Regions from separate parts of the Oryctolagus cuniculus genome. Here region 2 is linked to region 1. Evidence: chromatin contacts called from public Hi-C data. All regions are on one chromosome and are shown on one strand. Each heading gives the region's core, a stretch centred on a gene start, on an enhancer-like site or on the middle of the called end of the contact. The rest is flanking DNA. Distances are from core to core; before and after follow the strand shown.

Region 1 (7,691 bases), core at 2,132-4,631:
ATAGGTGTTGATTCACAAGGCTCAGGTTGGACTTTGTAAAGACCCTTGAAAAGCTCTTAAATCATTCTGAAGCTGCTGGTTGAGAGTCAACATGTTTGGTGGTTATGAATTTACTCATTTAACCGCATATCCAGTATTCCTGTGGCTTCTTCATAGAAACAATATGAGCCTTATTGTTGCAATTAACCCCCATTTCAAACTTCTCTCATTTTGTAAATATAAACCATGCATTAGCCAGGCACAATAAGTGAGCAAGGTGGGAAAACTTTGGAGTCCTTGGCATACAGAGTGCAATTCAACAGGAACCCAAGAGGGGTAGGCATGTATATACCGATGACTCTTTGCTAGCTGTTAAGTGGAGTGCAAAAGTTAACTTTTTCCTCTTGTGTGGCAAAAAGAATTCATTGAAAAAAATAGAATAATTGCTTTTTTTTGCACCAGCTAAACACAATAAGATAAATGATATGATCCAGAACCATGGTAAAGAACAGGAATGACCCACAGATGAGGGGCATGGATACGATACAGTCTCCAATAACACATTCATGCTTTACTGAAGAACAGCCCCAGATGTCTTGTTCTAATGCTTCGAGAGACCATTCACCTGCCATATTTTGCATATCATTTATTTTATGGAAAAAATTCAATTCTAAACCTTACATAACCTGCAAGATCCAGCATTTTATGCAAAGCAATCTCAAGAACGAAAATTAAGTAGCTGCTCCTTGGTTCTGTGACAGAGAAAGCTAGGTTGAATAATGAGAAGGAGGAAATGCGTTGCTCTATTTTCTGACTCATGTTAGAACGGCATCTATACAGAGGAGAAAGTGAGTCATTATAAAATAAGAATGGCCAAACTTGTTAGGAAACACGGATGAATATCCATTGAAAAACATTGCTTTCAATTTTGATACTGTGGTTGGACATTGAACTTATGAAAATAAAGGAAAGGCAAAGAGTAAGAATTACTATTAATCATCCTTTGAGATCCCTTTGGGAGTGAATAAAGATTTCTCTGTGTCTATACTTTCAGGAAAAAAAAATTGTTATGGCTGGTTTGTTCTGATTAAGCTATGTAGAGATTAAAGTTTAAATAGTACCATAACACTAAAATAATTAAGAAACCTTAGAAAGTCAAACAATTGAGTAAAAAGTGCAATTTAAAATGTTAAAATTATTCTGCTGAGAAAATCAACTTTTTCCCATTGTATTTTTGACATGACGTCTGTTGACACCAACTGAAATGCTACAGGAAACAGAATGTGCTTCAGAATGCATCTTGTTTGAAAAATAGGAAGTAGCAGTAAACAGCTTTTAATAACCAGTACACTCTGAAATTCGTCTAAAAAACATTGAAAGGCTATCACTTTTCATAATCTCTATATTTAAAATTGTCTAATTTCTTTTTCCTGGGAAAAAGGTGATATATTTGTCCTGTGAATAAAATCTGTCATTTATTTTCAAAGTTTTTATTATTGCATGCACCTTTTTTATCAATATCTGCTATGTATTTATTAAAATATTTTTTGCTATGAGAATGATTTACATTATCTGTATAGGTTTTCAAAAGAAAAACACAGTATTATAGACCACGACAACTGACCTCCAAATACTTCTGAAATAGTGCTTTGTTCTAAAACTAGTATGCTAATGATCACCTGTATTTTTCGCCTACATTTAACTTTGAGGCCAAAATTGTTGACAAATTTGAGAAAAGAAAATAATATCTACTGGTGGTAAAAGTAATGGGTCCATTCAATATCATTTTCTGTCCTCAAAATCTCAGCTGGAGTCTGTGGTTGGGCTCTGTGAATACGACTACTGCTTCCCTCCCTCCAGGGCAGGCACTGCAGCCACAGAGCAAAGGAAACAGTGCACAAGCTCACTCTGCTTTGCTTCTTGCAGTGCAAAGCAGCGCAAAGCAGGTCTCCTAGGACTTCAGGGTCATGAAAAGTCTCATTCTTTACAGTTTCCTGGCAGTGCAGTCCTGTTCAAGGTCCTTTGCTTTGTGCATGCTTTGAATTGGGAAATTTATTCAGAATATGCCCTGGAAATTTTTCCTGTATTATTTCTATCTTTTTGCTTCTAAGAGAACTTTTTTTTTTTTGCAATTGATATAAATTATCTCTGTCTTTCAACAAAACAAACAGTCCAACTAAATCCGCTTAGGCCATGCGAGAATTGAGAGGGCAATCACTAAAATAAAATGTACCTTAGCACTTCTTGAAATACTTAATGATCAAGGAAGAAGCCAAAGTTAGGTAATAGAAGACTGTCTTGTTCTCTTACAACTTTGAAAGAAGACCACAACATTAATTTATTTCCAGATAACCTCTTCCATGAAAATTTGGGACTAAGTTTCATTAAAAATTAATACGATCTTACTCTGAATCTTAACTTTGCCTTCACTGGGTTTTAAAATTCAATCAGCTCTGTTAAGATGATCTTGATAAAGAAGAGCTTATATTTATTTCAGTTATTAAATTTTTAGTAGATTTTTAAAATCCAGGACACCCCCCCACATTGCCTTCTCCATTTTCTAATTTTTGAACACACTTATGCATGAGAGAATTCATGGAAAAATAGTACCAACAGTCACACAGTGATTTTTTTTTTTTGATAACCAGATTATTACCACTGACACTGGAACAATGCACAGCTTCTTCAAACTGAAACTGAATGAGTGCCTTCTTGGAGTAAGGGGTGCTGTGGAATTCATTAACCTACAGTTGTTGAATACGAGGTGTAGCACTCGGGCCAGCGCCAAGAATGGAAGTGTCACACTTTCAGGGACTCTTCATCCACAAAGCTACACTTAGAAAGATTTGCAATGTGTTGGCTGTGGCTTTTCTCCCTGTCATGTTGCTTTTTTGTTTCTGAAGGATCTAAAAGAAACCCTTGATCTTTTTTTTTTCCAGCAAAATAACAGGATGCTAAGAGGAAGGGCATCCTAACATTTTGCTGCTGCCTCACTTTCAACCCCAGCCTCGCCCCCCGCGCGCTCCCACCTGACGTTGGTGACACACACTGTGGACTCCAAAGCACTCTTCTCCATGCCGCCCTTTTCCATGTAGGCGTAGATGTCGCCGTGGGCAAAGGCCACCAGCCACCACATGATGGCGAAGAGCAGCCAGCTGCAGAGGAAGGACATGGTGAAGATGACCAGCGTGTGGCGCCACTTGAGGTCCACCAGGGTGGTGAAGATATCCTGCAGGAAGCGCCCCTGCTCGCGAATGTTCTTGTGCGCCAGGTTGCAGGCCCCGCTCTTGGCGATGAAGCGCGCTTTGGGCAGGCGGTCGCGGATGCGCGGCTTGCGCAGGTTTTCCGCGGCGATGCGCGCCAGCACATATTCCTCCGGGATGATGCTCTTTCGGGCCAACATGGTCCCGTCAGCATAGCCAGCCTATCCACCTGCCTCTGCCCAGCCTCTGCTGCCCTGGGGACCCGTCCTCCTGCAGAGGGAAATGTGGATTAAACACTGGAAGAAAGAACCCCCCCGAACGTCAGTTGCTCACCTCTGTAGTCCTACTCCGGGACAAGCCAAAACAAACAAAAAAACCGCGACTGGCTGCGCTTGGTTAGGTTCTGGGCTCGCAGCAAAGTTAATCTGATTGGAATCGGGACCATTGTTTGGATGTCGTCATTCCGAACACACTTGGGGGGCACAGGCTCCGTTCAATAAAGCAGGAGGCAGCCTGGAGGCAGCAAGCGCTAAAATAATTCTTTGCGATTAACCGATTAACCGCATCTGCCCGTGAGTTCAGAGGCACCTGCGCGCGGCGCGGAGGAGGAAAACCGAGACCAGCTGGGTACTGGAGCATTGACAGATGGAGCAATAGTACAAGTAAAGAGGGAGAAAATTCTTCCCCTGTTTTTACAACAGCAGAGGCCGCGTGGCCTCGTGCGTCTTAGGAACTCGTTAAAAGCAACCTCACACAATCACATTCAGTGCGCTACGCAACTCGAACATAACGAAGAATAGTTTGCAAGGGGAAGGAAGGGCGAGCTGCGTTTCCAAAAACGCACGAAAAAGTTGCCTGTGGAGTCCCGCCACACTCCAAACTTCTTTGCAACGAACGGGGCAAACCCGATCTGCGCGCAAACCCGCAGCGCCGTGGGCTGCGGGCTGTGGCGGGGTCAAGGCAGCGCCGCGGTGCTTGGCCTGTTCAGCCTTTGGCGGGGACGCGGGCAGCCTCCCCCTCCCGTGCCCCGGAGGCGCGCCGAGACTTACAGACTGCGAGCCCCGCGCGCGGCCGCTGCCCCTCGCGGCTCCCGCGGGCGCACCGCGGGCGGCTCCACGGCGCTCCCATGCCGGCGCCGCGCGGGAAGCCGGGGCCCCAGCGCCGGAGGCACGGATCCGGGCGCCGCTGGTCCCAAGCTGCAGAGCGATAAAACTAAAGGTGCACGGGGAGTCCGCGCGCGGGGAGGGCTGGAGGAAGGGGTGGGTGGGTGGGTGGGTGTGGACCCCCCTTTCCCCTCCCCCGGCTCAGCGCTGCGCCCTGGGCCCCTGCTGGCTGCAGCCGAGGTTTTGGGGGCACGGAGCTTGGGAGGGATGCTCCTCAAAATCAGCCTTCCCCGCGAGGGCTCTGATGTGCGCCAGGGGTGGGGGCGGGAGGGCCCGGGCCGGGGGAGGGGCGGCCCGGGGAGGGCGGGGCCCGCCGTGCGCGCTGGGTTCCCAGTAGCCGCGACCCCCTGCGCTCGCGGGACACCGCAGGCTTTAAAAGGCTCTGCGCGAGGGGGAGAGCTGTGCAGTCCAAGATAGCTGACGTAAGGCGATCTGTATTTTTATTTTCACTTTATTTTGTAACCTGGGCAGATAGCTGGGCTATTTCAGGCTGAATTAAGCGAGAGTAAGAGAGAGATGCAAAGATATTCTTGCGAGGCGTTCAAGCTGTGTACAGCACACACAGTGAAACTGGTGTTAAATTTCCGTCGAAAAGGAACGGTGCCGGTGGTTGGTGTCCTGAAGCTTCAGCCACTTCTCAGGGAATTAACACACACAACTACCACGACCAAAAAAAAAAAAAAAAAAAAAAACCAGAAAAGGACTGGTGTTCTCGTCCAATGAAGAAATGTTACCCCAATCAGGACCGCTGTCAACACTGGAGCACTGACCCGGCCCTGCGGGCTGCAGCAATGGGCTGCCCCCTGACAGCCTGTGGCTTCGCGCTCTTGTCTGGAGTGTCTGATGGATAAGACAGGCCAGTGGCGCGCAGGAATGAGCATAGGGCGGTTAACTTCCCATAGCTTGTTGCAAACGAGCCAGCGGAGACAAATGAATGGGCTTTCTCCTACAGGTCGAACTGCGTCGTGCTTTTGGCACTTGAGTTAATGGATACTTGAATTCTTGAAAATATCATGCATTTTCCAAGATTCAAGGCCAAAAGTGTATGGAGCATAAACACTGTGTGTAATGACCAGAAATCCTAAAATTAGTATTTAATGAAGGCAGATGGATAGTTTTTCCCCCTTGTGGAGAGATGTGCTTAACCCCTTCATGCCTAGGGAACCTGGTCTGTTACTGGTTGCTTTTATGTACTCTCGTTAGTTTTTGCAGTAGTGTGTGAATATCTGTTTGTGAAGTTGATCCCTTGCACTTTTATTTTACAATTAAGTTTGCTGTACAATTTATTATCCATTATTTTAACTCAGACTCCTATTTTGTAAAGTTAATTTTTTAGGTTTGCATATCTAGAAATATATAAATATGTAAATGATTATTGCTGATGCTAAAGAAAGTTAATTATAAAAGACATTGATAATTTAATGCACGCAAGAATGATTAGAAATTGAAAGTAAATACAACAAAATGAGAGTTCAAATTAGAGACATTTAAGACTCAGACTAAAGAAATACTGTGGATTATTGGACATCTGATTAGATATATTTGGAGTATAGAGAAAATCAGAGGAAAAACATTCCACAGAGAGGAAATGGCATGAGCACAGTCCAGGAGTATGGTAAGAGTGGGCTGTATGTTAGAAAGATGATTAATTTAATCAGCATTGCTGAAGCCATGTGGGATTGGGCACTGGAATCCAGGACTCTGCTAAGCAGGCTCTGTCACCACCGTTCTTAAAACATAATGACTTATTCATATTCCTGTCCTACCTAAGCCTATCCCCATGCGAAGAACTGCTCGAGGGTATGGAGCACTGTACAGAGGTGCTCAAAAAATATTTTTCAATCAATGAATGGAAAACAAGTTTGGGAAAGCATGTTGGGATCCGGAAACAAAATGTAGATAGAATAAGATAGCTTAAAAGGTTTGCCAAGGGACCCGGACTGCTTTCAACAGTAATGGTGAGGTGTGGAAAGATTGAAAGAGGGGGCAAGCATTTGGTTCAGCAGTTAAGACCCTGCTTTGGGACATCCACGTTGCATAGCAGAGTGCCTGGGTTCGAGTCTTGGATTTGAGTCTTGGCTTGCAAAGCAGCTGCCTGCTAATGGGACATAGCAGAGAGCTGGGACATAGCTCAGCTGCCTGGGTCTGACCCACTGACGTGATACACCTGGATGGAAGTCCAGGCTTGGTAGGGCTCGGGGCTTGCAGTTGGCCCAGCTCTGGCTGTTGCAGACATTTGAGAGTTGACCAGTGGATGGAAGATCTTTCTCTGTCACTGTGCTTTTCAAATAAATAAATTAAAAAAATTTGATCAGACAATAAAAAATAAGAGCTTGTTTTAGGAGGATTTATCAAGAAGCAGAGGATATGATATAGTGGCTTTCAGGGATGCCTTTCCAGTCCCTTGAGCTCCAAAATTCTATGGCTGGCGGAAGAGTGCACTGAAACTATTACACAAAGAATGAAGCCTTGGCTAACAGGTTATGTCAGCAGGCAACATACAAATCTATGTAAAAAGAATATTATGTAGAGTCAATATTGGGAGGGAGAGGAGTCAGAGGCAACTGATATTTATGGTGGTGACAGAGAAATAGTAAGAAAGATGGAATGAGAAGAAGCAAACTGCTGCAAATTTATGAGCATAGTTGCAATAAATCTTGGCTGAATCATGACAATGCTGTTCTTTTGCTATAATACATATTGTGTACCCCATTTTTTTCCCAGTGCGAGATAGGAGGATACTTCAACAAGTTCATGGAAAAGGGAATTAAAATCCATGGGCATTTTCATGACTCACATTTACAGTGGACTTTTTGAAGGCCCCACAAATGCATGGCTTTAAAATGCTTTTGCATGAAACTAAACCCATCTTTTAATCCCCATTTCTGCAAGCATTGTGAAGTGTATCCTTCAAATATGGTATATCCTTCCAAATACGCATTTTCAGCTTAAAATTTGACTTGTTTTGAAATTAAAATATAAATTGATTAATTCAAAATAGGAGCACCTATAAAGGTCAAATTTTAAGAAATTAGTAAATTTTTGACAATTGGGTGTCTAAAAATAAATAGTGGCCATTTTAAAAAGGTGAAGAATGTGTGCTATAAAAATTGTACAAGGGCAAGTGTTGTGGCACAGCAGGTTAAGCCACCTTTTGAGATATCCACACGTCATATTTGAGTCTTGGATCCTCGGCTTCCCATCTCGCTTATTACTAATGCACCTGGGAAGGCAGTGGGTGATGGTCAAAGTGCTTGAATCCCTGCACCCACATGGAAGATCTGGGTGGAATTCCTGGCTCCTGGCTTTGCCTAGCCCAGCCCTAGCTGTTGTGGGTATCTGGGGA
Region 2 (7,691 bases), core at 2,415-4,914, 53 kb after region 1:
GACTCTGAGGCCTCTTTGTCAGGTTTTTTTTTTTTTTTTTTTTTGGCTTCCTGATGTGAATTTTCTTTTATCCTTTCACCACACAGCAAGACAAAGCCTTGGAAAGACGGCCTTTAGATAAAGTTACACAATTTTTGCAAATGGCAACACCAATGCCAAAGAACTGGAATTGGTTAGTGCAGAGCAAACACTGTGCGCTGAAGCACAGCGTGCGAACAGCACCCGAGAGCAGGCTGCAGTGACACATCGCACACAGCCGTGGCCCGCTGCCCTCGGCACCCTGAGGACAAACAGTCCCTTGTGCTGCCAGAGCAAGCCGGGTGGCCACGCTCTCGCTGCATCCCTACCAGCCAAATCCTTTTATCCTGTGCTTTCGAGATGTGAGCGCCTTACAACCTTTATTTTTTTCCCTCAATTCAGAATGAGTATGAGATGCATGCAGTATGCGAGGCTGATGTTCCATAGAAAAGCTGCCTATGCAGATAAAGAATGGATTACTGAACACCAATGGACCAAGGAGGAGAGCCCCCACTCAAACGATAAACCACAATTGGAAGTGGCTCAGGGCCCCTTCCAAACACCGCACTAGGTGTTCCTGCTCTGGCTTCCCTCCTGTCCCTCTCCTGGGCTTTTCTGTGAGTAACAAGATATCATTGCACAGTTAGTCAGCGACAGCAAAGTGGCCACAGAAAGCCATGCCTTCAAGTTTCCTCCTTTTACCACGAAGGCTGCGAGTTCAGGATTTAAGACTTGGTGAAATCCCTGGATCTGCATTAGGAAATCCTGCTTGCTGCCTCTTTGAACTGATGACCAAGGCAGTGACCCTCCTTATACCACTCCAGTCCTGGTGCTGCTCTTAGCAGATGTGGGGTGTTAATTCACTGAGAAATATGGCACAGGCCAGAGAGAGGAGGGGGCTGTGTTGCAGCTTCAGATAACATCAATGTAGATTTCCTGGACCAGATAGATGTCTCCCTACTTACTTTTTAACAAATGACTGATATGGCAGAGTATGTGCAGCTGTGAGATTCAGACAACAGTTCACACCCTAGTCCCCAAGGCCCCATAGCTCAACATAATGCAGAGTGTGGCTGCAGTGCTGTGGATGCAGCCTCAGAAGCATGGTAATAATGAGGTCACTGCTACACGTACAATTGGAAGGGTAGAGTATTTCCCAGTAGGAGTTATCTCCTTAATTTATTCAGCACTCCTGCTATGGCATACATTCTTGGATTACAGCATTTGTATTTAAACGTACCTAACTTAATGAAAAGTCTATGGACTCACAATACAATGAGAGTGAATGCAAGAGGTCCTATGTTGGATTTCTGGGACTGTTGAGAGGGATGTGTGTGTGTGTGTGTGTGTATCTCTATGAGTTTACTGCCACATAAGTGCAAGCGACAGAGACAAACCATACACAAAGGACTTTGAACCTTGGCTTGGTCAGCAGACATGCCTGGCATTTTTGCAGAAAGCCAATCAAAGTTTCTTACCACAACTTAACATGAACCCTCCAAAATAGGAGCAAACAACTGCTCAACTTTTTCTATTAGCTTTTAAATGGAGTCAGAGGGGGCCGTTAGTCATGAGACTATACATCAAATCTTGGGAGGATGACAAAACACAGAAAGCAAAGAGAAGAGGTCACGAGAAAGGTATTATAAAGCAACAGCACAAAAGGCATTGTTTTTAGAGTGTCAGTCTCTCCCTTGGTTCTCAGCAGGTGGAACTAGAATTCCTTTCTAGGTAGGCAGAATCAATTGCTTTTTCCCGTTTGTGTGTGTGTGTGTGTGTGTGTGTGTGTGTGTGTGAACGTTTTGGGACAAACTCAATGAAATCCCTCTCAGTTTGGCTGCTTTTCCTCCCTAATGTTTCCTGACCTGCCCTTTCTTGGCAGTCATGGGCCTCCACAGTCTTTGTCTTCTGGCTACGCAGACAGAACATGTGGTTTGCTTGAAGATGCGTGCTGCACATGCGTATCTCAATAATTTGTGAAATATAATTATGGTGTATTGCTGAAAAAATTTTACATAATCACTTATATGAAGGTACTCTGAAATGTGATTGTAAATGGAATTAATTAGAGGGTAAGTTTATTTTGGTACAAAAAATTTTTGAGATCTATGTACATTAAGGGTCTTCAAAAGGTTCATGGAAAATACCTACTATGAAAAAAATTATGCAGATATTTCAACACATTTTGGCACCAAAATAAAATTATCATTCAATTCCATGCCCATGATTTATTTATTTAAAAAAAATTTATTTGGGGGAGGGAGGGGGAGAGAGACAGAGAGAGAGAGAGAGATGGATGGAGATCCTTTTCTATTTGCTGGTTTACTCCCCAAATGATGCATAAAACCCATCCTTGTTAGTCAAAGCTTGGAGCCAGGAGCTTCATCTAGGTCTCCCATGCTGGGTGGCAGGACCCCAAGTACCGTAGCCACTACGGATGCCTCCCAGGTCTGCATGAACAGGAAACTGGCCTCAGGAACTGCAGCCAGGCATTCAGTCCAGACACTCTGATGTGAGATGTAGGCATCTTAACTGGTGCTGTAACCATGAGGATAAATCCCCAATTCTCGTGAGCTTTGAATCTCAACAACCTAGTGAGAAATCCTAATTAAGACTCACAAGGGTGTCCAAGGCTCCATATCATTCTGTTTCCACTAATCAATGACTTAACTTTTGTTTCACCCTCCAAAGGACTGCAAAGACCAGGGCTGGGCCAGGCCAAAGCCAGGAGCTTGGAATGCCATACAGGTATCCCACATGGGGAGTAGAGGTGGAGGTGGGCAACTCCCACTGCTTTCCCAGGTGCATTAGCAGGGAACTGGATCAGAAGTGGAGCATCCAGGACTGGAACCAGCACTCTGATAGGGAATGTGGGCATTGAAGGTGGTACCTTACCTCTGCACCACAACACCTGCCCCAGAAAAATTTATTCCTTCCCTTGTAGGACCTCTAGCTCATCTGCCTCCAACTTCAGTCTGGCTGGTTGACTTACGACCCACTCAGTAGGACAGGTACTATTTCCATTCATTCATTCTTTCATTCAACCATTCAAAAGGCATTTCTTGAATGCATTTATAAATTGTAGTACTAGATGACTGATATTATTTTTAAATATAATACCCTCAATAAGTACATATTGTTATTTTATCACTGACAAACTACGAATCACAGCAACGCACATGTTAGACCTAGTCCACACAGTGTCACAGCTTGTTCTCTATCATACGGAATGGAGGAAGCAATAGATGATCAACCACTTTTTTTTTCCTTTTGTGCTAATGTGATCCTCCACTGGCTTAGAACACCAAAAGTTGTGTGCTCTCTCTCAGGTCTGTCCAGCTCAGTGGAGAAAATGAGTACATCTGTTCACTAGTCAAATTTGCTCTTTGGAGAAAAAAACTGAAGTTATACAAATATTTGCCATTCCATTAACTTATGTAGTCTACAGACTAATGAACACAGAATGAATTTCTGCTTTTCTGGCTATTTGTCTTGCCATTAGCTAAAACATTATGACAGACTTCATCCGTGACCTAAACAAACCTGATCTATTTAAAAGGCCAGCAAATGCGAAGCTAGTGCTGGATCCCAGTGGAAGACTAATTTTTACAACTCCCAGCCTCTTCGCAGCAGGCCCCTTCTCTGCTTGGTTTCCATTTCGAAATCCTGAAATGAACGTACCGTCCTGACCTCCAGCCATCTGTTGGCAGCTGAGAGAAATAAGTAGGCAATGTTGTTTGTGTCCGTCAGTTCCAGCATACGTTGCTTAAATCTGGCTTCATGCCTGCAGAAAACAAAAGTATGATGATGTTAGCCACACAACACAAGAAGTAATAAAAACCAGTCACACTTGCTACTACGCTATTTACTCAACAAATAGTGACAAACTGATGGGCTGAAATGGACTCCTCCCTCGAAATAAAGAGCAGCTGCTACTGTTCTGCTGCATTCTTAGCAGAGAAGCCGGGGTCAAGTGTTTCTTTCCTTTCTCACATCCCTACTAGGAAAAGGAGTCTTCCTGACAACAAGGTCTATTAAATATTATTTCATAAATTTCCACATCATTATGGTAGCTATGAAAAGAAGCACGGCTAACATTGCAGTCACCTTTCAATCAGCAGCGTGAGTTGCACAGAAGTGCAATGTGCAGCAGACTTTACCTGATTTATATGACTTTTATTTTACTTTCCCAAGTGACAGAGTTAAGAACTGGGTGGGAGGTGCTGGAGGAGAATTGGGGAGGACAGGAAACTTCGCATAGGGCAGCGGCAAAGATATTCTTTTAAAATTCTCTTTTTGCTTGGTGTTTCTGACAACCAAAGATGGAAATTGGGGTGGCAAGAAATACAGGATAGAGAGCTTTGTAGATGTCAACTGCTCTTCTAAGATATCTATAGTCGAAAAGCTCCCAGTTTGTAAGGATGGTCACTGCACAAAAGGAACTCATGGTCCAAGGGGGTTCTAGGATACATACAATTTGAACACTAATCCCTGACAAATTAAGTTCATTCTTCATGTTCAACATCATCAGAATCAATTCTGTGTAACTTATTTTTAAGAGAAGCTGTTAGGCCGGCGCCGCGGCTCACTAGGCTAATCCTCCGCCTAGCGGCGCCGGCACACCGGGTTCTAGTCCCGGTCGGGGCGCCAGATTCTGTCCCGGTTGCCCCTCTTCCAGGCCAGCTCTCTGCTGTGGCCAGGGAGTGCAGTGGAGGATGGCCCAGGTGCTTGGGCCCTGCACCCCATGGGAGACCAGGAAAAGCACCTGGCTCCTGGCTCCTGCCATCGGATCAGCGCGGTGCGCCGGCCGCAGCGTGCCGGCCGCGGCGGCCATTGGAGGGTGAACCAACGGCAAAGGAAGACCTTTCTCTCTGTCTCTCTCTCTCACTGTCCACTCTGCCTGTCAAAAAAAAAAAAAAAAAAAGAGAGAAGCTGTTAATAAAAGCCTGTATATTTGAATATGTGGGTTACCATCTCACAGCAGCTCATGACAAATAGTGTCATTTTTTTTTCTAAATCCCCCAAAATAGTCTTCTTTCATTGCTTGATTACTACCCCCAGAATACCAGAAACAATGGAAACCTGGCTAATTTAATCAAGATAGCTAGTTTGAATATTGGGGAAATGCTGAATCAAAATATGGATTATTCTCTCCTTGTGGCCATGGTTTGTCTCATATAGACTCTGCCATCAATCAGTTATGCTTATAAGGAATGGCCAAGTTTCAGTGACAGACAAGAAGTGACTCCTAGTTGAAAAGACTGTTCCAATCCCCTCACATCTTCAAATAAAATTGCAAAACTTCAGGATAAACCATCCTTGAGTCAGAGAGTGAAGAAGTCCTAGGTAGGCTGTGCACATGGCCACTGAAGCAATCCATACCGGCCAGCATAAAGCAGATACTTGATATTTATCCAAGAAATGGGATCATTCCAATATTCCAAGTCAGAGAAATAATTTCTTCAGACAGCAGCAACATCTGATCATCTACAATTATCGAAGGATCAGCAGTCAGATCCAAATAATGATGTCACTTGGAAGTGTGCAGCCTTGGCCCAAATGCCACGCACATAGGACCTGTGCTGAGAGACAATGCTTTGGGGTGACACTAAGATATCCAAGGAGCTTGCTTCCCTCCAGATTCTTTTAGGGAAGAATATAGTGATTAACCAACAGGCAGGAAGGATCTGCTGGATTTCCTGAGACAGCAGACATGAACTGCGGTATGCACATGAAAGACTCATTCTTTCTGGACTCAGTAGGTAAAGGTTAAGGAGATGTTTATCCATAATTCAGAAACATTTACAAAGTATCAGCTACAAGTGAGATGTCATGCTAGACCCTGGGGCTATACGGAGGAACACGATGTAACCTCGTCACTTGAGGAGCCCACTGTCCGGGGAAGGAAGGAAGCTCTTTGTATTAACAAGCAAGGACGGCGTGGTGCAGCACAGGATTGAGTGCTAACGACCCTATGCATGCAGTGGCGCATGCACGTGAAGGCAGGGCATGGCTTTCAGTGACCCAGAGAAGTCAGTGGAAAAGGGAGAACGGAGCAGAGGGTGGGATGAGGATAGGGAGGATAGTCCGAGTGAGGTTTTAAGGGAGGAACTCAATTTTTCAAGTGACCCAAGTATTCTACGTAGTGGGAAAAACATGAGCAAATGCACAAAAGTGAGAAAGCCCAACATGTTTAGGGGGCTCGAGACAGACCCCTGTCCTTAGAGCACTCAGGTATGGGAGAGACTGGAGATGGGGCCAGCTGGACCACAGCCAATGGACGCCCACACACTGGATCCTGAAACAGTGCCTTGCCTGGACTCCTCTTTGCTCTCCCTTCCCTTTGGGATAGTCTTTCAGATAAGCTCTTAAAGGGTTTGTAAATGGAGCTGGCAATGATGTGGAGCAGCAGGGAGAGGGAGGGGTGAAATGCAGCGAACATTCTTTCTGTGTGTTTCTATTTGGCAAGAAACCTTGTGTTTTCCTAATGGAAACTTTGACACACTCAGTCTGTATCTTTTCATCCGCATCCAGCTCATCTTCTGAACATTCTTAGACCTTTATTCTGTCAGACAAAAAAATAAAAATAGGAAAGGTCACAGGAATCCCAGTCGAATTTAACTGTGAAGCTTTGTGGTCAACTACTTGAGGGAGTTCACGGCTTCATGTGAGTACACCATGAACCCTGGACGCGGGGAGGAAACGGAGTCTCATCAGTAAATATTAACTTTCCGAAAGGGCTCAGGGCTCTGGGGACTCTGGGTAGCTTGGAAGAAAGGAACAGATGGACGGAAAAGAACATGGTCTGAGCACAAGTACCAAATGTAAAGAGTCTAGAATTCTATCTATGACAGCAGGGCCATTCCCACAGTTTCAAGACTGTTTTTGATTTTAGGAAATGCTGCTATTTGGGGCCAGTGCTGTGGTATAGCGGGTAAAGCCGTTGCCTGCAGTGCCGGCATCCCCTATGGGCGCCGGTTTAGGTCCTGGATACTCCACTTCTGATCCAGCTCTTTGCTATGGCCTAGGAAAGCAGTAGAAGATGGCCCAAGTCCTTGGGCCCCTAAACCCATGTGGGAGACCTGGAAGAAGCTTCTGGCTCCTGGCTTCGGATCTGCACAACTCCAGCCATTGCAGCCAACTGGGGAGTGAACCAGCGGATGGAAAACCTCTCTCTCTCCTCTCCTCCTCTCTCTGTGTAACTCTGATTTTCAAAAAAATAGCTCTTTAAAAAATAAAGTGCTATTATTTATGGTATTTATGATAATTTACTTTACATATGAACTCTGGAAAAGCTACATCTGGATGCAAATAATTCTATTTGTTATTTTTATTTTTAAAATTTTTTTTATTTATTGGAAAGGCAGAGTTAGAGAGAGGCAGAGGCAGAGGCAGAGAGGTCATCAATCTGCTGGTTCACTCCCCAAATGGCTGAGCTTCTTCCATGTCTCCCACATCAGAGCAAGGACCCAAGGACTTGGGCCATCCTCGGCTGCTTTCCCACACACATTAGTGGGGAGCTGGATCGGAAGTGGAGCACCCAGGATTCAAACCGGTGCCCATATGAGATGCCAGTGCCACAGGCAGCAGCTTTACCAGCTGTGCCACAGCACCCACCCCATAGGTAGTTCTACATAGAAGCTGAGCCATCTTTTGTTTCTTCCAACTGTATG

Evidence for each region. A called contact is a pair of places that touch in the nucleus more often than the background predicts.
Region 2: a Hi-C map of an unstated tissue shows a contact between it and region 1, with 2.2 times the contacts expected there. The contact joins the enhancer-like site here to the promoter of KCNJ8 in region 1. A contact is called at or near these places in 2 of 6 Hi-C or Micro-C datasets (psoas muscle and an unstated tissue).

What each region holds. Positions count from the first base shown.
Region 1 is chr9:119,054,440-119,062,130 of mOryCun1.1, forward strand. It overlaps KCNJ8 (potassium inwardly rectifying channel subfamily J member 8), which reads right to left and starts at 3,382. Exons shown (of 2, transcript NM_001082140.1): 1 at 3,009-3,382. The coding sequence starts at 3,382. It overlaps LOC108176990 (a long non-coding RNA gene), which reads left to right and starts at 4,265. Exons shown (of 5, transcript XR_007921056.2): 1 at 4,265-4,400.
Region 2 is chr9:119,107,352-119,115,042 of mOryCun1.1, forward strand. ABCC9 (ATP binding cassette subfamily C member 9) reads right to left here. Exons shown (of 41, transcript NM_001082044.1): 31 at 3,700-3,802. The region is part of intron 1 of LOC108176990 (a long non-coding RNA gene); the gene reads left to right. Among named protein-coding and RNA genes, the nearest start is that of KCNJ8, 53 kb to the left of the region's middle. Within about 2 kb of position 3,665, at least 1 of the 8 cell types and tissues checked has an H3K27ac peak or open chromatin away from gene starts, as enhancers often do.